Regions from separate parts of the Mus musculus genome. Here all the other regions are linked to region 6. The links are chromatin contacts, called in public Hi-C, HiChIP or PLAC-seq and promoter capture Hi-C maps. All regions are on one chromosome and are shown on one strand. The core of a region is the stretch at or near the end of the contact, and the rest is flanking DNA. Distances in the headings are between cores, read along the strand shown. Region 1 overlaps Pak7 (p21 (RAC1) activated kinase 7). Region 2 overlaps Gm14064 (a long non-coding RNA gene). Region 3 has its middle 23 kb from the start of Gm14062. Region 4 has its middle 93 kb from the start of Gm14064. Region 5 has its middle 3.2 kb from the start of Gm14062. Region 6 holds the start of Jag1 (jagged 1). Region 7 has its middle 31 kb from the start of Gm14062.

Evidence for each region. Promoter capture Hi-C pulls out the DNA fragments that hold promoters and counts their contacts. Hi-C and Micro-C count contacts between places; a contact is called where the count stands out from the background. HiChIP or PLAC-seq counts read pairs in DNA pulled down with a chosen protein or histone mark.
Region 1: a contact with region 6 is called in a Hi-C map of stem cell-derived motor neurons, with 6 times the contacts expected there. The contact joins the enhancer-like site here to the promoter of Jag1 in region 6. A contact is called at or near these places in 4 of 39 promoter capture datasets (the 3T3-L1 cell line, cranial neural crest, frontonasal cranial neural crest and 1 more), 1 of 15 datasets of contacts at CTCF or cohesin (the NIH/3T3 cell line), 8 of 484 Hi-C or Micro-C datasets (brown adipocytes, cerebellum, cranial neural crest and 4 more), 6 of 115 datasets of contacts at active chromatin or transcription factors (the NIH/3T3 cell line, astrocytes, embryonic forebrain and 3 more) and 1 of 9 other capture datasets (embryonic stem cells).
Region 2: a Hi-C map of neural progenitor cells shows a contact between it and region 6, with 2.1 times the contacts expected there. The contact joins the enhancer-like site here to the promoter of Jag1 in region 6. A contact is called at or near these places in 10 of 39 promoter capture datasets (the HPC-7 cell line, cranial neural crest, embryonic stem cells and 6 more), 7 of 484 Hi-C or Micro-C datasets (cortical glia, embryonic fibroblasts, neural progenitor cells and 2 more), 23 of 115 datasets of contacts at active chromatin or transcription factors (the NIH/3T3 cell line, bone marrow-derived macrophages, cardiomyocytes and 16 more) and 3 of 9 other capture datasets (adipose tissue, embryonic stem cells and pancreatic islet).
Region 3: a contact with region 6 is called in an H3K4me3 HiChIP or PLAC-seq map of embryonic limb bud, with 5 times the contacts expected there. The contact joins the enhancer-like site here to the promoter of Jag1 in region 6. A contact is called at or near these places in 6 of 39 promoter capture datasets (the 3T3-L1 cell line, the C10 cell line, cranial neural crest and 2 more), 1 of 484 Hi-C or Micro-C datasets (epidermal suprabasal cells), 8 of 115 datasets of contacts at active chromatin or transcription factors (astrocytes, cardiomyocytes, embryonic forebrain and 5 more) and 1 of 9 other capture datasets (embryonic tail).
Region 4: a contact with region 6 is called in a promoter capture Hi-C map of cranial neural crest. The contact joins the enhancer-like site here to the promoter of Jag1 in region 6. A contact is called at or near these places in 12 of 39 promoter capture datasets (the 3T3-L1 cell line, the C10 cell line, the HPC-7 cell line and 6 more), 1 of 15 datasets of contacts at CTCF or cohesin (the NIH/3T3 cell line), 1 of 484 Hi-C or Micro-C datasets (muscle stem cells), 14 of 115 datasets of contacts at active chromatin or transcription factors (craniofacial prominence, embryonic basal ganglia, embryonic forebrain and 10 more) and 1 of 9 other capture datasets (embryonic stem cells).
Region 5: a contact with region 6 is called in an H3K4me3 HiChIP or PLAC-seq map of embryonic limb bud, with 6 times the contacts expected there. The contact joins the enhancer-like site here to the promoter of Jag1 in region 6. A contact is called at or near these places in 5 of 39 promoter capture datasets (the C10 cell line, cranial neural crest, hippocampal neurons and 2 more), 1 of 15 datasets of contacts at CTCF or cohesin (the NIH/3T3 cell line) and 5 of 115 datasets of contacts at active chromatin or transcription factors (embryonic hindbrain, embryonic limb bud, embryonic stem cells and 2 more).
Region 7: a promoter capture Hi-C map of second pharyngeal arch cranial neural crest shows a contact between it and region 6. The contact joins the enhancer-like site here to the promoter of Jag1 in region 6. A contact is called at or near these places in 4 of 39 promoter capture datasets (cranial neural crest, frontonasal cranial neural crest, maxillary cranial neural crest and 1 more) and 8 of 115 datasets of contacts at active chromatin or transcription factors (acute myeloid leukemia, astrocytes, craniofacial prominence and 4 more).

The regions. Positions count from the first base shown.
Region 1 is chr2:136,150,021-136,152,927 of GRCm38.p6, forward strand. The region is part of intron 3 of Pak7 (p21 (RAC1) activated kinase 7); the gene reads right to left. The region is part of intron 3 of Gm14218 (a long non-coding RNA gene); the gene reads left to right. Among named protein-coding and RNA genes, the nearest start is that of Gm14218, 14 kb to the left of the region's middle. Within about 2 kb of position 1,496, at least 11 of the 459 cell types and tissues checked have an H3K27ac peak or open chromatin away from gene starts, as enhancers often do. A contact at or near this core is called in stem cell-derived motor neurons, where this site is marked.
Region 2 is chr2:137,704,795-137,707,596 of GRCm38.p6, forward strand. All of the region lies in intron 5 of Gm14064 (a long non-coding RNA gene), which reads left to right. Among named protein-coding and RNA genes, the nearest start is that of Gm14064, 43 kb to the left of the region's middle. Within about 2 kb of position 1,442, at least 55 of the 459 cell types and tissues checked have an H3K27ac peak or open chromatin away from gene starts, as enhancers often do. A contact at or near this core is called in cortical glia, embryonic basal ganglia, neural progenitor cells and 3 more, where this site is marked.
Region 3 is chr2:137,852,501-137,855,501 of GRCm38.p6, forward strand. No RefSeq gene overlaps it. Among named protein-coding and RNA genes, the nearest start is that of Gm14062, 23 kb to the right of the region's middle. RefSeq lists an enhancer at 1-2,341. Within about 2 kb of position 1,316, at least 8 of the 459 cell types and tissues checked have an H3K27ac peak or open chromatin away from gene starts, as enhancers often do. A contact at or near this core is called in embryonic limb bud, where this site is marked.
Region 4 is chr2:137,754,635-137,757,656 of GRCm38.p6, forward strand. No RefSeq gene overlaps it. Among named protein-coding and RNA genes, the nearest start is that of Gm14064, 93 kb to the left of the region's middle. Within about 2 kb of position 1,762, at least 45 of the 459 cell types and tissues checked have an H3K27ac peak or open chromatin away from gene starts, as enhancers often do.
Region 5 is chr2:137,878,616-137,881,473 of GRCm38.p6, forward strand. No RefSeq gene overlaps it. Among named protein-coding and RNA genes, the nearest start is that of Gm14062, 3.2 kb to the left of the region's middle. Within about 2 kb of position 1,581, at least 3 of the 459 cell types and tissues checked have an H3K27ac peak or open chromatin away from gene starts, as enhancers often do. A contact at or near this core is called in embryonic limb bud, where this site is marked.
Region 6 is chr2:137,115,050-137,117,829 of GRCm38.p6, forward strand. Jag1 (jagged 1) reads right to left here and starts at 1,471. Exons shown (of 26, transcript NM_013822.5): 1 at 1,128-1,471; 2 at 355-660. The coding sequence starts at 1,208.
Region 7 is chr2:137,906,459-137,909,492 of GRCm38.p6, forward strand. No RefSeq gene overlaps it. Among named protein-coding and RNA genes, the nearest start is that of Gm14062, 31 kb to the left of the region's middle. Within about 2 kb of position 1,668, at least 1 of the 459 cell types and tissues checked has an H3K27ac peak or open chromatin away from gene starts, as enhancers often do. A contact at or near this core is called in second pharyngeal arch cranial neural crest, where this site is marked.

The DNA of each region.
Region 1 (2,907 bases), core at 246-2,745, 970 kb before region 6:
CCAAGAGGAGATTCAGAAGATGGAAGGTGTGTCCTCTCATAGTCTGTTCCTGGGTGTTGCTCTAGTATTTAATGGACTAGAGCAAATAGAAGCAAAGAGCTTTAGAGTAAAAACAAACAAACAGACAAACAAACCGCACAAAAGCATGGTGATGTTCAAGCCTAGGAATGTTAAGTACCATCTAGGATTTGGGAAAGAAAAACCGAAAAGGGATCCGATCACTCTCTTTTGTTTTCAGTTGGAGGAGACAGCTGATAGTTGCTAAGCCCCGGCCTTGTTCTAGCCAGCTTCCTTACGAGTGGCTCATCCTCTCTGACACCAAATCTTGAAAACTTTGTCGACTCCTCTCTCTTCTTGACTTCTTCTCCCTCCCTGTTTGCTGTGTTGATTCTGATGTGAGCAGCTGGGCCAGTACTTGGTTGTTCCTGATGGCTGGTGCTCTCTGCATTCTTGGGTAGATACTAGAAAGCACACACTGTATCCAACTCTGCTCTGGTGAGCATGACGCCGAATCTCTGTGATTTCTCTACTTGGCTCTTGTTGTTTGAACTCACAGGGGATTTCTAGATGGTGCTGAAGTTTGCTCCCAAGGGGAAGTCTTTCAGCATTAGAAGACAGCTGTCCTACATAACTTTCTACTCCTGAGTCTTTGACAGATCACCACTGTTCTCAGCCATTCATGAAACTGCCTAAGTTCTGGATTATTTATCCTTGTGGTCACCTTCCCTCTGAAGCACCCATTAGACAGTGTCCCAAGATAAAAGTGATGCCTTCAGAGTTTGAATAACGTGGCAGGAGGTGGGTAGAGAGGATGAGGATGGAGCAGGCTATTTCCATCCTTGCTACTTCCCTTTCTCCTCTCCGTACTCTGTATGTGTAATTGTGATCACTCCCTTGAGCCCTTCCCCTCTGGGATGAATGGTTCAGTAAGGAAGAGCTCACATCTGACTCATTCACTGCTGTGTCCCTAGCACGTAGCGCTGATCTCAGGACACAGCAGCCGTGTGTCGAAACAACGTGACCTGAAATACAAAAATGGAAATTTGAATTCAAGCCTCTCCAGAAAGGCTGTTGAAGGCAGAAAGGATTCTGGGATCATTATAAGTCAAGCATGGTGCACTTCTTCATGTTCAGTCAGAACTACCTCTCTTGATCAAGATCAAATGGCCTCCTAGGCCCTGGAGAGTTAGACATTGGTAAGGTCTGGCTTGAGAGACATCTGAGCACAGATAAGTCTGGGAACCTGTCTGTGCTCCATTTGTGCAAAGATCCGCATAGATAAGCTTCTTTGAGAGCAACATGAAGACCTGTGAAACGGATTCAGGCATCATTGTTTTTCTGTCTGTACAGAGCTAAGACAAGACTGAAAAGTGTCTTTGTCCTTGATGCTCAGGGATAGTAGCAGGAACGGAGCTTCCTTTGTGTCTCAAGGGGCAACAAGCTGTCTGTCTTTGTTAGCCCACTACTTCCTAGGCATGGATTCCAGTCTGTCACCCTCTCACAGTGGGACAACCACATCTCAGATGGAGAAAAGAGATAGACTTAAGCATTAGTAGCAGTGTGAGAATCGCTAGGCGATTCCCACTGTGCAAATAGAGCATGTTTACACAGCTTTAGCTTGCACTGCTAACCCCATATCCATTTGTGTGTTATGAGCAGATGATAAAAAGTTCATTGCTGATGGAAATGTATCTGTGCTGTATATGTTTTATCCCAACTAAATGAAACTAGCAAGAGAGAGAATAAACAAAGGCCTAGGGACAAATTAAACCTGTACTCTCCAAAGATTGGAACATGAGAGTCACACAACAGCTTTGTACAAAAAGCAGCCAGAGCCTCTCTGATGATTGGTCAGTGTGAAGAGAGCTGGGACCTGGGCACTTTGGGGGATAGTTTAGGAGGAAGGATGAAGAGTAGGCTGGGATGAGACTTAGAACCTGAGAACTAAAAAAGATAGTTCAGAATCTGCAAAAGCAAAGCAAAACAAAACAAAACAAAACAAAACAAAACAAAACAAAAACCCACAAAGGATGGGAGTGCCTGCATAGACAAGACAGAGGTGCAGAGAAGGGAAGAACTGGTGAGTGGGTGGGAACATGATTTCAGAAATAATTGATATTAAATTCTCTGTGCTGAGAACTTGAGTGTGTACCTTAAAAACTTTATTGAATTCAGGACAGGAATGATCTTGAAACACCAGAAATAAAAACAAAACAGCCAAACAAGCTTAAAAGAACCACATAGCCTGGAAAAATTCCTTATTTTCCATATGTCCCATATTTCTTCCATACGTTCAGGAAATAAGGATGTCAGTGGGCTATTATCTAAACAACACAATGGCACACCTACACAATGGCACACCTACACAATGGAACACCTACACAATGGCACACCTACACAATGGCACACCTACACAATGGCACACCTATACAATGGAACACCTACACAATGGCACACCTACACAATGGCACACCTACACAATGGAACACCTACACGATGAGACTAGACTGGAAGAAACTGTCTTTGTCTCCACTCTGCTCTGTTCTACACCCCTCTCTAAGAATAGGAACTCTTTCTTACCTACTTCCAGGAAAGGAAGAAGTCAGAAAATATTAATGGTACTGTTATCTAAAACCTTGAAGCTTTAATGACGTGGAGTCCTGCAGGGAACACTGCTGGCAGATTTCCACTCCCTTTTCCTACTGGTTGAGTCTTTGTGGGCCACAGCTCCTGGCCATTGTCTCATTGTCTTGGACAGTTTTCTGTTGATATAGTGAAATGCCAAGCATGGTATATTTGAAGTTTCTCTCCCTCTCCCTGTCCCTCTCCCTTCCCTTCCCCCTGTCTTCCCCTCTCTCTCTCTCTCTCTCTCTCTCTCTCTCTCTCTCTCTCTCTCTCTCTCCTCCC
Region 2 (2,802 bases), core at 192-2,691, 590 kb after region 6:
TTAATGACTAGCTCTGTATTCAAAAGCTCGTCTGCTTTTGTCCTCACCTGACGCCTCAGTGCTGCCAATGAGTGGGAATTAATTTTACTGAGACCTCTCTGCTCCTTAAAGGAAGAAAAGAAAAAAGAAAAAGAAAGAAAGAAAGGAAAAAAAAACTGCTCACTTGGCTGGAAATGCCTTGACAGAAGGCAGAGCAGCCGGTCACATTCGAATACTGTGTCCTCTGGATTTGGGGGCAGAGAGGGACTGGCAGATCCAGGCAGAAGGAGTGTGGCTAGAGTTATAGAGACAGCCTATCAACAGCTCTCCTGCTCAAGGCATACCCTTTCCTGCCGCTCCCCACGGAATCTGTGCACGACCCCCAGCATCTTTCCCAACAATCAACTCCCCATAAGAAGGTAATCATCTTATGGCAAATTGGAGAAGAAGAAAAGACAGTCTAAGAAAATGTTAGGATAATAGAAAACTCTTCAGTGTTGTAACCATCTGGTGCGTTGTGCTAACAAAAGGGGTGATAATTGAGTGCCCAGTAACTTCTTTTGGTCCTAAATAATGGTCACTCACCCCGATTTGTGTTCTTCACAAGAGTAATTCGCCATCATTTCACACCGCATCTGCACCACATCTCTGCTCTCAATGGCGCCTTACATATAAGTTACCACACTTAATTAACTCCACATCATTCTCTTACAAAGAAAAGTTTGTGTGGAGGCCCGAGTGGCAAAGAATCACAAATGAGACTTTAGTGATACTTGCTTTGTGGAATAAATGGAGATTGATGGGAGCTCAAGCCACCAGGGGTTGGCTCCTGGTTGGGGCAGGGTAGAGATGTGCCCCACAGCTTTAGGTTGGGCAACAGCTGTGGATAAGCTTAGACAGGCGGCCTTGTGGCCATGCTTGCTCTGGGAGGGATGGGAACCCATTGTCCCATAATCTCGCTTTTGAAATTGTGCTACAATTGATTCGATCTGATTTCTAAGGTACTGTCACCAGAGCATCATTAAACGTCTTTTAAGAAACCAGAGAATAGACTAGATCACCAAAGGCGGCTTTGTTGGCCTCTTCGCAGATTTTCTTTAACATGTGCTCCTGTCACCCCCTCCTCAGACAGAAGGGATGAAGCCTGCAAGTGCAGAACAATTAACGTGGGTAATTTTAGTTTCTCTTTAATTAACACCCCAAAAGTTATTGCAAAAATGAAAGCAATAATTCAAAAACAGGAGCTTTAAAATCTTGTTTCTTCGTGGACTGAGAATAATGTTTTCACACTCTTATGGCTAGACATAAAACTCACTAAAATGATCACTAGCTGCTAGTGCTGCTGCTGCTGCTGCTGTTGCAGCGCACACACACACGCGCACACACACACACACATTCTTGTGCGTGGGCATGAGCTTTCCTCTACAAATGGATTAAAAGGCTTAAAAGGTGTCTCCTCTAGAGGCGGTGTGAGCAACAGCCAGCCTGGCAGCTTGAGCCTAATGAGGACATTAATCAGCGGAATAAAGACGAAAGGATGAAAGCAGAGATTCTTCCAGTCTCCCAGTTATCTTACTTATAAGCAAATTAGCAACTCTTTATCCTCTCTTTAAATGATAAGGAGGGAGCCACTTTGGGGACATTTAAGATATTTCTCACAATAAGTGTCAAAATACCCAGAAAGCTCCCGGGGGTCCACCTCCCACACACAGAATGACCTTCATTTGTTTATCTAAATGCTGACAAATTGCAGTATTTTAACAGCCTATCTGTAGGCTTGGCTTCATTTGCATGGTGTGCCCCCTATCTTTGAGTGGATAATGAGGCTCAACATAAAGCCCCCATTGAATGCTCCACAGAGCCCGACAGTGATGAATACTGAGCTGGAGAATTAGGTGCTGTGGAGAAGAATATGCTATTGTGTGTAACCCCTATCCTTTCATCTTTCCTGCTGCTCACTTTCAGGTCTTTCAAGGAAACTGCCTCTGTCCCCTTCCCCCCCACCTCCTAGTGTCTTTTACTTCCCTTTCACTCTGAATGGGCACCATCTTCCAAATCGGCAGCTCAGCCTCGCAGCTATTTTAGTGACTCTAATTATGATGCCCTCTTATCCTATGAAATGCTAGAGGTTTCCTTTCACGGTGTGAGCCACTGAGAAAAGCCATAAGCCATTGTCCCAGGAGCATTTGGTCATCCACCCACTGGATTCTCAGATCCTCGCTTTTGCATTGCAGAATCCAGCCACCTTCTGTCCGAAACAGCCAGCTGCTGTCACCAACAGAGTCTTCACAGAGTACACCCTCTGGGCAGAGATAGTGTTTAGGAAAGTTAAAGAATCTGGCGATTTGAATTTCATTAGAAGTCTAGTATTGTGAAAACACATGCCTGGCCTTCTGTAGGTTCATCTGATACTGCTTATATTTTTTCAACCAACTGAGAGAATATTTAGCATAGTTGCAATGAGCTATGCAGCATGGACAGTCTCTCTGGGGAAGAATGAATGCTTTCCCACCCTAGAAGGCATTCCTTAATGTGATAAGTGGGCAAAGCTTTTGGTGATAAAACAAAAGACTTTCAGTATATGTTTGGTAAGGTCCTGGAGAAGGATAGAGACGGAAGACTGCTTCATCTTCAAAACAAAGAGGTCAGGAAAGCTAAGAAATGTGTCCCAAGTCACAAGGGGACTCTGTGAAGGAACCTTGTCCCTAGCTGAGGGCTGGAAGAGGCAGGAGCCAGCTTTTTTTTTTTTTTTTTTTGGTAAATTTCCTTTTGGGCTGGTTCATCATGCTTATTTCCCTTTCTGTGGGCAAGGATCCTTGCCAG
Region 3 (3,001 bases), core at 66-2,565, 740 kb after region 6:
CTATGTCTCCCCTTACTATCTCTTGAATTCATGGCCTTTTAAATTTTTATTATTAATGTTGCATATACATACATATACGTAGCAATATACATATACACATATAAATACAACATGTTGAGTCCATTTGATGTTGTTTATATACAGATGATTTCATAAATGACCACTTGGCACTACATAATCAATTAGGCAGCTCATCTCTATTGAATACCAATTCTCCTTCTCTCAGCAAACATAATCACAGTCTTAAAGCAAATACCTTTTACAGAGAGATTGGTCTACCAACTTGTGTGGCTTTGTGTTCTTCTTCCCATTAATATGACACGTTATCTGACCAAACTGATAGAAAGAAATAAGTTATTTGGGTTCATGATTTCTGAGGCATTGTTACAAGTGGCTGTTTCTGAGCTCATGTAGGTAGCCACAGAGGGAGATAGGGAGAGGCAGAGTTGAAAGATCCACAATGGTCTACCCTACTTTTTCTATTCATCCCCATATCCTCAATTTTCTACAATCTCCCAAAATAACACAACCAGTTTGTCGGAAGACTTTCTAGCACAGTAGTTGGGGTGGGGAGTAGAGATGGGATAGCTCACATAGAAAATAAAGGTAAGTAGAAATACCTAAGAAATCTCTCCTTTCCTATAATTCTCTATTTCCACCCAAGAGTATCATTTTTTTTGTAAATTAGTTTCTCTTTTTCGTTCTTATGTTTCTAATTTCAGTAAATCTATATAGAGTTTGAATTACTAATAAAGTTCACTTTGGCATCTTCTTTCCTTGACATTGCATAGCGTGAAATAGATTACTTAATTTACACTTCATCAGTAATCAGACAGTTATTTTAAATTAACGTCTTTAATTTAATTTCTCATGATGAAAAGAAGACTGTTCATGACGCTTGGGCCTGGCTAAGCATTCCTGAACTTTGGCTTAATGACCAGTTTTCTCAAACTACAAAACTTTAACATTTCACTTCTTCACCAGAGTGCATTGGCTTTCCTGGGATGCTGAGGAAGGCTTTCACGACCCCAGAATGCAACTATTAGGAGTATTTATTGTACTGCTTACACTTGGTGCACGCCCTTCCACGCAGGAAGAGAGACCTTTTAAAGCCCCATCAAGTCTGCAGGTGTGCCAAAGGCTCCTGCAAACAGCAGGAGCAACCTTTATAGCATTTCCTCAAGACTGCTCCGGATCACTTTTCAGCACGTAAAACCGGATTTTCATTAATGGCACTAATGACAAGCTAATGGGGACAGACAGCACACCCAATGCCAGGGGCAGAGCAAGAGAGGCTGCAAAGAGGCCAGCCCGAGATGCGTTAAGATGAAATAGCACCGGCTGTTGATACATTTCATTTCTTCTCAGATACCTGGCAGGCCCAGGCCCCTCTTGTTAAATGGGCTCCTTTGGAGGCTCAGGGTGAGTAGCTCAAGTTACAATTTTTCACATAAGGACAAAATAGAAGGCAGAATAAGCTCAGGGTTCAGAGGTTTGCAAGCTGCAGCTGTTACTGGCAGGAGATTCTAAAGAATTATGAGCTGACATATTACCCTGGACATGACTGGGCATTGACCCATCAGCTCTTTCTTCTCCCAAGAGTGGTATTCAAGGCTACTGTTTGACACCAGAGTCACTGAGGACCCTATTAAAGCAGGGGCCCCACCACAACTCGTCACTTTTAAAAAACACACAGTCTTTTCTATCTGGAAATGTAGGAGAACAAACACAGGCTGCTGCTCTTTCTTGTTGGGATAGAGTTCAGGTAGTTGGAGATTTCTGATCCCTAACCCAGTTCTTCAGTAGGTCACCACAGTGTGCAAACAGATGCAGTAAGCACAGGGGAAACAGAGAGACTTTTTCTTATTTTAAGACCCAACAGCACAGGAAAATGCACACCTTCCATAATTTCCAACTCACTTAGATGTTCTTAGAGAATGCTTGGAGAAGTGCTGACCTTTAAAGCTTGCTTGAGTATCTGCAATATCAAAAACAATTAGCAGAATACTTCCCACAGGCAGAGGCGTACAATTAAAATTCATCTAGATGGGCGTGGCAACAGTGACACCAGCATATTCATTTTGTACCCATTTGCTTAAGTCAGTCAGCACACCAGAAAAGCCTCGTCTTTCTTGTTCTTATCAGCATCTTCCTTTTTCCAGACAAGGAAAGTGATGTAGGGGAAAGTTGTGCAACTTGCCAAGAACTACACAAGGGCTTGAAACAGAGCCAGAACTGAAAACTTGGTTCTTGATTTTCCATGCAATATCTTTCAGTCTCATGTTGCCTTTCTGGAAAGTCCCTTTGAAATGTGTTTGCTACACAGATTGCGTAGCCACTGTAGCCTGCTTGGTAGTGTAAGGGTTTGGGTACCATTCTACCATTAGTAGCTTAATTGTCCTACTTAATGGTCCATCTGACATTCTCTTGGGTGTCACATCATTTCTTACACAGGCCCCAAGCTAAAGGGACGGTTGCCAACTTTATTCATGAGACTTCACTTAGACCCACAAAGGATCTAACAGAATATTCTGATAGTTCTGTAGAACTGTGTTTTGTTTTCCCTTTTAATTCTTGAGTTATGTAATTATTCTCAGTTTTATGCCATGCATTGTTAATCAAAGGTTGTCTTGTTCATATTTATATCATCAAACAACTATGAATTCTTTGACATTCACTTGTATACAATGCTCATTTTTATGTCAGTGTAGAGTATTGCAAATTTTCTACACTGCAATAATCGACATGTTCTGAGCAATAGGAATATCAGTTTTGGCATTATTTACTTTCTCCTTTTCTGTTCATTTAGATTTTGTGTTGCCTTTTACAAAGATTGAATACCAAATAGTTTGCAAATGCACCACTGGAATTGGTAAAATTGGGAGTTTTGTATATAAGTATGCAGATATAACAATGTCTAAAGTTTCTGCTAAGAACTTTGCAATTGCATTGTATAATATGGGAATCAATGTTTCCTGAAGATCTTGGGTAAAACAAAAGA
Region 4 (3,022 bases), core at 512-3,011, 640 kb after region 6:
CCTCCGTGTCACTAGTGATGAGCAAAATGCAAATTAAACTTGGTGAGCTGCCAGGGTGCATCAGCTAGATTGGCTTTAATTAGCAAAATAGTGGTGTGTATATAGAGGAATTAACATGCTCATCAAATGATGGCAAGAGTAAAAATGGTGTGTTCAGATTGTGAAACAATTATGTAGACCCTCAAAATATTAATTATAGTTACTGTACAACCCCAAGCATTAGTTAACTTTCTGTTTCTGGGTTGTAGTAATACCCTTGTAGAACCAACTTAGGGAATAAAGTGTTTGTTTCACCTTATAGTTCCTGAGGGGATGTGGTCTTCACTGTGGGGAAGGCATGCCAGCAGGACTATGAAGCATGGTGGGTGGACAGAATGCATACTGATCGCACTTCATTTACAGTCAGGAAATAGAGTGAGAGAAGAGGGAGTGGGTCAGACTATGAAACTCGTGAAGTAGGTCCTCCAACAAGGTTCTGCCTTCTTCCTAAGTAGCCCATAACCTTCCCAAATAGCAACACCAACTAGAGACAAAGTATTCAAATGCTTGAGCCTACTGAGGTTATTTCTCATTCAAGTCACAGCACTGCACAAGTGTGTGTGTGTGTGTGTGTGTGTGTGTGTGTGTGTGTGTGTGCGTGTGTGTATAAAGGCCAACCGATGACAATCAAGTGTCTTCCTTCATTGTGCTCCACGTTTTATTTTTTTAAGGCAGTGTTTCTCCTAACCCTGGAACTATCCCTGAGGTTAGCCTGGGTGGTCAATGAGCTCTAGGGCATTGCCTGTTTCCAACCCCTTGGCAGGCACTTGTGTTTCAGATATGTGCCTTCATTCCTAGCTTTTATGTGGTTATCCAGGGTGTGAACCCAGCTTCTTATGCTTGAGTGGCAGGCACTTTGATGACTAAGTCATGTCTTCAGTACCAGTGCCATTCTTAGATATGAAAAAACAGTGCATATGCATACACACATATTTACGAACAAATATTCCAGGTAGATTCAATCCCAAGTGTTCATTATTGAATAAGTTTATAATGAAATACTTAGATACATTGATTCTATGGGATATTTACTCCTGAAAAGGAAGAGAGCAAATCTATACAAAATATGCAGATCTGTAGAGACAGAAAGTTAGTACGTAGCTCACATACCTGTGCTTGGGAAGAAAGACGGGGAGTGCTTTGTAACAAATACAGGTTTTCTTTTGTGGTTCTGAGAATGTTCTAAATGTAGACTGCTTAATTCTATCTTCCTGGGCAAAGATAAAGATGTGGGAGATATATCTTTTAAAAATTACGTTCTAATTTGTCATTTTAAATGAATTATACAATTTATTAAATGAATTATACAACTAGTTCCTGAAGGTATGATCTTTCTTAGTACATTTACAAAGCAGTATATTTGAGAGAACAAATGGAAGGGTATTGCTTGGATAACTACCATGGATCTGAAAAAAACGTCATCTAGTGTGAGCACTTGTCAGTCTTCTGAAATGATGTAACTTGCCAAGTAAATGGAAGTACTTGCATTCTCCAATTCGCAAGCCAGATCATCTATCATCTTTACGTGAGTTTTCACTTGGGAGCGAATTTTACTTCCCAGATAGATGATTTCTTCTGGAACCTGGAGGGGATTATTTTCTTTTAAGACCTTTTGCAGCCTAACCTGGAAGCCTTGCCTGAGGGATTAGGAGATGGAACGCCACAGAACTGTTCTTCCTGAACTGTGCCCTCACTGTGGTTACTCCACACCCACATGGCAGACTTAGAACAAGCTCAGATTTCCTCTCCTGGTTTCTCTCTGGCACCAGTTGCGTTAAGGGAGAATCAGACAGGAGTGTCCCACAAAAGCTTTTCTGCCGGCCTCTGTGAGGGCTGAAGCCTGTCTGTGCAGGTTTCTCCATGGGGCTGGCCCACCTGTGGGGCTGGCTGGACCCTGAGTGAAGGGGAAAAGAGAGGGGCTGATCCAGTTTCCCAGCTTTGAAGTGAAGAATGAGCCCGAATGAAGAAGCTCCTGATCAAAGGCTGCCCAGGCTGCCTGGCGATAAGGAAGGCGGCATTAACTCTCCAGGGAGAGCCCAGGCAACTGAGGCCAGGTGGAGAGAGGGCTCCTAGCTCTCTGAATAGGTGCTTTTGTTCCTGCACCCTGGGACAGCAAGAACTATTTGAAGCAACTGCAACCAGCAATTTCTAACTCGGATTGGTTTATTGCGATGGCTTTCAAACTTTGATAGGCATCAGAATCACTTTGGGGGAGGGACGGGGGGGGGGAGGTGTTTCTGGAAACAGAGGCTTGGTTTTTCCCCTCAACACTGTCATTCCTTAGGTGTGTCTTTCTGTCAGTTTCTCACAGGTGATTTAATCGCTAAAGTTTAAAAGCCCAATGCAAGGTTTACTAATAATCAGAAGGTGAAAATTTTATTTTGAAGAAACAGTTTAGGGCTGGGTATGTGGGGTGTTAGTTTAGCATGTGTAAGACCCTGGATTGGTCCCAGAACACACACACACACACACACACACACACACACACACACACACTATAAACACATTGCTATTTTTACATAATTTTTACATATTAAACACACTCAAAAATAAGAGGCTTTATGTTTAGTCAGTGTAGTCTACCACTCAACTGGGTAGGATGGCAATTCCTCTGTGTGTATAAAACCCTTTGTTAACATTTCAGACACTGGGCTATGTGCTATGGGTGGAGATGGATAACACAGTTCTGTTGCCAAGAGCTCAGCATCCTGCTGAGGAGACAGACATGTAAACAAAATAAATGAAGTATTAGAAGAAGAATGTGAAAGGCTGTTCCAGCCCAGGAAGACAATGACTAACTCCCGCCTGGAGGGTGGGAGAGGGCAGAGGCTTTCCCAAACACTGGAGCTTGGAGGCTAGTCTAATGCTGAAGATCAACTTGCCTCCCTGGCTGGAGAAGTGCAGGTGGCCTGGCACAGGAACGGGGAGATTCCAGTCCTAGGGAAAGGCCTGTGCAGACTCGGGTCTTCAGAGGCCTGGGGAG
Region 5 (2,858 bases), core at 331-2,830, 760 kb after region 6:
CAAGATGACGAATTCCTATCTTTGACATATAGCCCTGTAAAGTTAGAGCCATGCTGCAGACTTGGGAACAGGCCCAAAGATGAAGGTAAGAAGTCATTTTTGCTGATGCCATTCCACAAGGAACATGTTATGTATAACAAGAAATTGGATTCGTGAATATTGCACTCCTGGGAGCGTTTAATGAACATGTGAAGTATTATTATATAGGCATATTTGAAAACTTAGTTTTAAAAGCAGAAATACTGATTATCCATATGTGTTCTGTGGGGAAAGTTGCAAAACTAGAAATGGCTTTGTAATAGTGTTTATCCATAGAGTAGTGGGATTAGGTGAACAAGTTGAAAATAAATTAAATAAAGATTCTCAGATTATAGTCTTTGTGGATGCACACACGCGCGCGCGCGCACACACACACACACACACACACACACACACACACACACACACACATCTGGAAGTCAATTCAGAGTTAGCTTTCTAGGTCTATGTGTAACGTATACTTGAATTTAAGCAACGTACAACAGATGATATAAAAAAATATTATGTCTCAGGGCTTGGGAGGTAACTGGAGAATTAAGAAAACTTGTTCTTTCAGAAGGACTGGATTAGGTTATCAGCAACTACAGTGGTGGCTTACCTTCAGCTGTAACTCCAATTGTAGGGAAATCCTGTGCCCTCTTCTGACTTCTTTGAGCACCAAGTAATTATATGATAAAATTACACATAAAAAACAATTCTGTGATAGTATATGTCTCTATGAAATGCATGCAGATTTTTCTTGTTATTACTTTCTAAACAGTGCAGGGTAACTATCTGTACAATTTGTAACCAGTTATGTAGTATAAGTAATGTAAAGGTTACTTAAAGCATATGAGATGTGCCTTGAGTCTAGATAAACACCATACTATTTCATAAAAGAAACTTGACCATACACAGAGTTTGGGCTCTCTGAATGGCTGTGGAACCAGTATCCTGTTGATACTGAAAGACTGCTATTCATATAAAAGGCAAGAGCAGAACACCATATACTGTAGAGGCTTTCATGGGGGAGCGAAAGGTTTCTTACCCAGGAGTGGGAGAGATCTGAAAAACCATGGCACACTCTCAGGAAAAACATTCAAACAGTAAACTATATAATAGCCTTGATTAAGAGACATTCTTACGACTACATCATTTATATAAAAAGAACAGATAACTGTTATGCTTTAAATCACCACTTCTCTCTGAAGTTTGTGGGTGACAAATGCTTCGATTTAGATAGACATCTGTGCAAAGGTTTAATAAAAAGACTCAGAAAGAGTAATCTATTGCCTGAAAGTTCATTGAAAACACACACACATATGATTTGAGGGATTTCTAGTTTTTAGCCAGCATACTTCAGAAAGCCATGGAAACCTTCTGGTTAGGCCATTCTTGGAGACGTGGCATTGTATTTGCTCCTAAAATAAAGATGGATTTTTCCCTCCTTTTCTCCTGGGGCTTCAGAAATGCTTGGAAGGAACAACTTCTCAGAGGCCATATGCTCTACCCACGAAGGAAGGTCTACACTGACTAATACACTTATAAAATGTCCATGTAAATCAAGTGAAGGCAGCTCTTTTCTTTTTCCTTTCCCTTCCCTCTGCCTTGTTTCATTTTATGACCACTGGCAAACTGATGCCGGGACAGGTTGAAATGCCTTTCAAGTACTTTTGATGACCACCATGAAAACAAACTGCTTTTGGCCCTTATGTAGACATGGTGTCTGAGAGCTGTTATAGTCAGTTCTTACCCATGACTCTTGAAGCTCCCCAACATTACACCAAGCAGCCCAATTCATAGCCTCATGTACCCACAAGATTCCTTAGAGTATCTTTAAGATCCTGGATCTTATAAAACAGCTCTTGCTCATAAAAGCACACACAAACTAACCATTGTTGAGTGTTTTTTAAATAGAATCAGGAATGAATCTGTGACCTTGTGGCCCTGAGGTGGGAACACTATCTATAAACTTGCCCAGACGCTCTGCCTGTCAGTAGGACATTTTCATTGAACAAAGGTATAAAAAAGAAAGAGCCAGGATAAGCCAAAATTTCTTACATGCCACAGCTCACACTTTATTCATTTTAAACCTTGTTAACATTTGCTAACAAGAAAGTTAAGAACTTTAAGCTATTAAAATAGGAATGTCTTGCTAACTAAATAAATATATGTGTGAACCCTGGGTTCTGCTCCTTGCTATGGATCTACTCAGGATCGTGCAAAGGGGAAAATAAAAAATAAAAAAAGGGGCCTAGCTTTGGCTTGTAAAATCTCTAATAAGTCCTTGGAGCTTTCCTTCCTTGCATGTTTCTCAGAGTTTCTGTTGATTTCCTTATTTGCAGGATTCAAACGGGCACGGGTAGTTTCGTTAACCGAGAGTCCAGTAGAGAAGATTTTAAAGTGTTGGAATCTTATCTTTAAAGATCCCAACAAGAACACAGAAATGAGAGAGTGACATAAGTGCCAGGATGATGATGCAAGTCAGTATTTGGATCCCGATACACAGTGGACTTCCTTCTTTCCTATCTTTTCATTAACTTCCATCTGTGTGTGTTTTCTGGGGGCTTGTAAACTGCTTCCTCTCTTTGGTTTCCTGTTCCCACTCTGGCTTTTGTTACTTCCTTATAGTAAACAGCTTCCTTACTGACCAGTAAACAACATTACTGCTTGCATTAGTTTACTTATAAATCCTTCATGAGAAAGTGAGGTTTGCCTCAGAAGATTTGGTGTTAGTTTCTTCAGTATTTTTTTTTTTGTTTTCTTCTCCTCTTCCCCTAGGTTTACCTTCCTCTAATATGAAGATTTCAAAGAAATAAACCTAATATATTGGAAGTAAT
Region 6 (2,780 bases), core at 221-2,720:
AGTCGCCTTCCAGGGCACTACGAGTTTTAATTAGTTAAGCAAAGAAATCATCTATAATGACCGCCTGGTCGAGGGTGGGAACTGGAAGTAGCAAGCATAAAATTAGCATCCTTGCGTACTTTCCCCCAGCAATGCTCTTCAGAGACCCCATTTCGCTGCGCTAAGCAGACACCACCCAGAATGGAAGACCCGCCCGTCTCATCTTGTCCAGGTCCAGCTGTAGTCTGGACTCTCAAACTTGCCACCCCCAAAGCCTCTCAACTTAGTGCCAAGTTTCAAGTGGCATTAAATCCTTCTCAAGGCAATATAGGGCTCGGCCCCGCGTTCGACTCTGTCGGTGTGTCGCTCACTCACCGGCCAGGCGAAACTGAAAGGCAGTACGATGCGATTACGGTCGTTGCCACGGCTGGCCTTGAGATTGAAGGTGTTACCCCCGATGACAGGCGTAGACCCTGAGCCGAAGCTGCAGGGTCCCCCGGCAGTGACGCGGGACTGATACTCCTTGAGGCACACTTTGAAGTACGTATCACACTCGTCGCGGGTGCACTTGCGGTCGCCAGGGTTCCGGACTCCACCACAACAGTTCCCATTCTGTAGCTCTCCATTCACGTTCTGCATGGACAGGATCTCCAGCTCAAACTGACCCGAGGCCCCGCACACCTGCCAGCGAGGAAGGAAGGTCAACGCATGAGAAAGTTTTCTCTGAAGGTGGAGGTGGAGACTCCTTGACACCCCCCACCCCCAATACACACACCCCAGGCTGCCAAAGATCCTCGGTGGCAAGTGAAAATAATTTTGCAAAAACTAGGTTTAGGGCTCAACCTGGTTTGGGGGCATAAAAAACACAAGTGCGGGAAAACTAAGACAAGTGCCCCGAAGGACCGTGAGAACGTAATGATCGCATTTTGCCCAGCCTGGAGGAGTTTATCTTTCGAGGCCAGGGGCTCCCCTCTGGGGAACCAGCGTTCCCTCACCGGGTGCTGCCTCTCGGGTGAAAAGTCAGGGTCAGGGAGCCTTGTACTCAAGGGCTCCGGAACTTGCACTGGGAGCCACAGCCGCTCCCGTCCAGAACGCCACGAGGGAAGGGAGAGGACCGCGGGGAGCAAGAGCGGGAGAGAGACTCCTACCTTGGCTCGCAGGGCACAGAGCAGGGCGAGCAGAAGACTCAGGGGGCGCCCGGGCCGGCCGCGCGTCCGTGGGGACCGCATCGCTGCGCCGCGCGCCACGGGCACTCCGGACGCCGCCGCCGCTGCTAGCGCTGGTGCTCCCGCCGAGGCTGCCGTCGTCGCTGCCCCCGCGGCCGCCGCGTCCCGGCTCTAATATACTCCGTGGATTGGAGCATGCACGACTGGAAAACAACACTACTTTTCAAAAGCCCTTTCAAGAGCCGCGCGTTCCAGAAGGCAAAGAGCCCGGCCTCCTTTTATTATTCTGATCGCTTCTTTGAGGCGCTCCCCCCTCTTCCACCTCTCGGCTTTCTTTCCTTCTCTCGCGCTCCCCTTCTTTTATTATTATGATTATGCGCAGCCTTTTATTCCCTTTCAGATCAGCTGCATGAAACGCGGGGAGGGAGGGGAGGAAAAAAAAAAAAAAAACCTGAGCCTAGCTCGCCGGCCGGCTGCAGGTAACACAATGACGCGTGCCCGCCTGGCTCTCGAAGGGACCCGGAGCGCCGGTCTGGGAGCCGGGACTCCGGCTGGCCACCTCTTCTCAACACGCGGAACAAGGCGCATGCGCGATTGTTAATATTCATAAGGGGCGTGCCATCTATTGGGCACGCCCCTTTCCTCCGGGTTGTTGGGGAGGGGAGAAATTGAGAAGGGGTTGGAAGTTGCGGGACGGACCGGGTGGCATGGCCGCCCGAGGGGCCCCCACACGCAGATCAGTGTCCCGGGGAGCCCGGGCCAGGAGAAAGGAACCTGGAAGGACCGTGGAGGAGCCCATGGCTCTGAGAAGCCCAGAGCGCCTCCGCTGGACCGCCCCCTCGGTGCACGGCCTGGGCTCCCTTGCAAGCCCCAGGTGTAGGCGCCGCGGTACGGCCGGAGCAGTTGGGGCGGGCGGCTTCCGCCTTCGGAGCCGCCTGCGTCAGCTGCGGCTTTTGCCCCGGGGAGGAGGGCCTGCCCGCCGGGAACCCGGGCCGCTCCCAGCAAGCGAGCCCAGAGCCCTGTGCTGGCGGCGGCGAGACTGGCGCGCTCGCCGCCGTCTCCTCGCCCCGCAGAGGCGACCTGGGCAGACTCTGCTGGGAACTTTGAAAAACTTTCCCGGAGTCAGACTTGCCGCAAACTCGAGGGAAAGCCTCGGCCGCGCGCCATCCCTTCCCAAATCCATGTCCGTGGAGCCTCGGAGGGGCTCCCAGCGTCCTTTCCAGACCGCGCCGGGGCAGAGGCGTGGGGGAAGCAGGGGGAGTGGCCGGCGGGCACCCGGGGGCTCAGCCCGGACTTCGGGAAGGGCTTTCTGAGACGCCGAGGGCTCCGCCAGCCTCCAGCCCGGGCGCAGTGGCGGGACTGCACCTGTAGGCGGCCTCCGCGCTGCTCTCTGGGTGGCGAGACGCGGCCTGAAAAGAACCTAACCGCTGTCGTGGTCCACAGAACTTGGCTTCTCCTGGGTGGTGGTGGAAACCGATGCCATTTTCCACCTTGAGGCAGGCCTCGCAATTAGCAGCGACACTCCTGGTCATAATCAAGGTCAAAGGGAACCCAAAGGCTGGCTGAAGTCTCTGCCAGCTCCACTCCAGGCGGGTTTAAACGGAGCTCTTTAGGAAAACAGATTTCCATTAAAGG
Region 7 (3,034 bases), core at 418-2,917, 790 kb after region 6:
GAGAAGTCTGTGGGACCACAGATTCAGAGATTTCAGTATATCATAGTTCTAGAAACAGCTCTGTGGTAGGGACAGCTCTATCCTTGGCAGCAGGAATGTGCAGTGGAAAACAGGGGGCTGTTACCAGAGGAAGATGTATCCTTTGAAGTCCTGCTTCTACAGAAATACTTCCACAGCCAGGATTCATCTAAAAGCTGTGCAGTCTTCAAGATAGCACCACCAACTTGTAGTAAGCACTCACATGGGCCTGTGAGGGGCAATCCAGATTCCAGCCATAAAAGCTTGAGTCTGCCAGAACATGAGTCTTGTTTTTTCCATCTTCTTGGCACTGTGAAAAATAAATTTTGGTTGTTTATAAATCTTGGTTTTCTACTTGATGCTATTTTGTGATAACCAGTCTAAATGAACTCTTGTGGTTTATAGAAAATACTGAGAATAAAAGTTGTGAGAGACACAAACTGTGACTTCTCTTCACTGGGATTTCTGATTCGTTCATTTCCTTTTACAAATACTTTTGAAAAATATTGTTAAAAGCCACTTGGAACATGGTGTTATATAAACAAGTGAGTTCATCAGTAGATGTGCCTGTGTGGTTTGTGAGTGATATAGAGAGAAGTGAATAAAGAGACAGGAAGAGGGAAGGGAGGCAATTTGCTACTTATATTACAAGATCCAATTTTACCCTTGCAGCTATGTGTGAGAAAATGTGTTTTAGCCTAACCTCATATAGATACAAATAAGAGCTGGATTGCCTTCATCAATACCAATGGATTACTTTGAGGAGGAACAAGTTTTATCTGGACAGTGCCAACAGTTTTCCAGCTACATTTTTCTGACTATTTTTGTATGAATAATGTCTAGAAATGTTAGATTCACTTGTCTTGGACAGCGCAACTACATGATCCTTTGGCTCAGAACAGGGGAGCATTTAGGGCATGTCACACTTCAGATTCTGTAATCAAAACAGCCACATTTATCTGAACTTCATCCAAGAAACTGTATTTCTGCCTCCCATTTAAGTCTACCAAAGACCAATTTATGGCACACCATCTAGAGGTTTTGTTTTTTTCTTTAAAGATTCCCCACTCTTGGAATTTCAGAATTGAACCAAATCAATTTTCATGCAGTATCAATAGACCAAGAATTTACTCTAAACCCAATTAACTCTAGTCTGATAGTTTGGCCTGAAATGAGGACCTTACATGCACCTAACAATTGACAGCAGATCTCCCAGTTACACATTCATAAACCACTACATATGTAAATATTGTAAATGATTTTCCTTTGGAATATTGTGTGAGCATTATGGAATAATTATAACACTTTGATAAATATTAAAAATCTTTGAAAATGGAGATGAGTATAGAACAGTAAAGAACGTATATTTTCCCTCTATTTCTCAATAACTGTTAGCCCTAAAATATTGCTTTGCTTAAGAGTACAAGGGTCTACTCCCCACATCATTGTGCTATGAGCTTAACATTTCTCCTTCTTGAATCTTTGTAAGCCTTCTTATTTAGCACATGTTTGAATTTACCCTCCAACCCAGCTTTCGGGAAGCACAAATGTCTTTCTGGTTGGAGTTTCACCTTTACCTCTAAGTGCTTTGATTTCAGTTTTTCTCATCTCACCCTAGAGCAGCTTGCTTGTTCACAAAAAGTCTGTTCTTCAGCAAACAAATTAATGTTGTCAGCACTCACGTGATCTGTGACCACTCCAAGCAAGCATCTGTCTACTGCTGGCGCTCACAGCTTTGTTTCTATGAAAACTGTATCTAATAGAAAAGCACTGTACATCAGGGCCCCCAGAGGTGCTATTCATCAATATAACCAATGCTCTTACATGTTGTAGACACAGATGCTTGTGTTGTAGTGACTTCCCTCGAATCTCTTAAAGGGGAAAATGTATTTTTCCATTCTCCCTTTCTGCCTTTTTCCCTGCTCCTGGTAACTTTGAATTATACTTTTTTTTTTTTTTTGGTACTCTTTTTCCCATTAGGCAATCTAGTGGGTATAGATGAAAGCTGGCTATTTACTAAAAGTTTTTCTTTTGTTTTTGTTTGTTTGTTTCTTTAAACTTCACTGCTTTGGGAATTTCCACAGAAAAACTTTTTTTTTTTTTTTTTTGAGCCAGGAAGAAAACATAGATATTCGTTTTCATTGAAACTAAGAACTTAAATGTTATTTATTCCCTGTAAGGCAGGTCTTCATTAGAATATTCATTTTTGGATTAACACACTTATGATCAATCCTAGACATAGAATGACAATGGACTAGAAGAGAGAAGGAGAGAGAAAAAGTGTAGTGGAAAGGGAGAGAGAATAGAAGAGCAAAGAAGAAAAGAAGAACTAGTAAGAGAACAAATGAAGTTTAAGGAAGATTTGAAATTTGCTTGTAGTGGCCTTTCCCTAATAACCCAAGAGATATAAAGGGAGATAATAAAAAGTATTTTGTAGAAGTGATATATTCTTGACATATGGAGGGGTTCTATGTGCTAATCTCAGCTAAGGAAAATACAAATTACAGAGGCAAAACTCCTTGGCCGATAATAAGGGATTCCCAACCCAGTAAGTCCCGTCTGTGTCACCCAAGGTAGATCTCTGTCATTTTAACTGCCTTAAAGGCAATGCTGCTGGAGATGCTACCTTGGTTCTGAGGAAGAGCCACAAGGACACATTTTCTGACACCAGCAAAATTTCCAAATACTTTTCCAGGAAATTCTGCCGCTCTGTTTAATCAACTTTTAAGTCAAGAAACTGAAGATATTTTGTGATGACTTCTCTTGTACTGGGCCAGGATGTTGTTGCGATCCCTTTGCATTTAGTGGCAGCCAGTGACCAAAACAATAGTCTTCCTTCCTGTGCCGTCTTCAAAATTCCTTAATAGGAAACATATTATGCATTTCTTATGTGCATGTCTATGTAAAGCACGTCTTTACATAGCTGTGATACAGAATTCAACCCAAGAGCAATTCAATGCAATGATAACTACCAAGGAGAACACATTCCTCAAAGACCTTTAGCTGGTGATTCCTT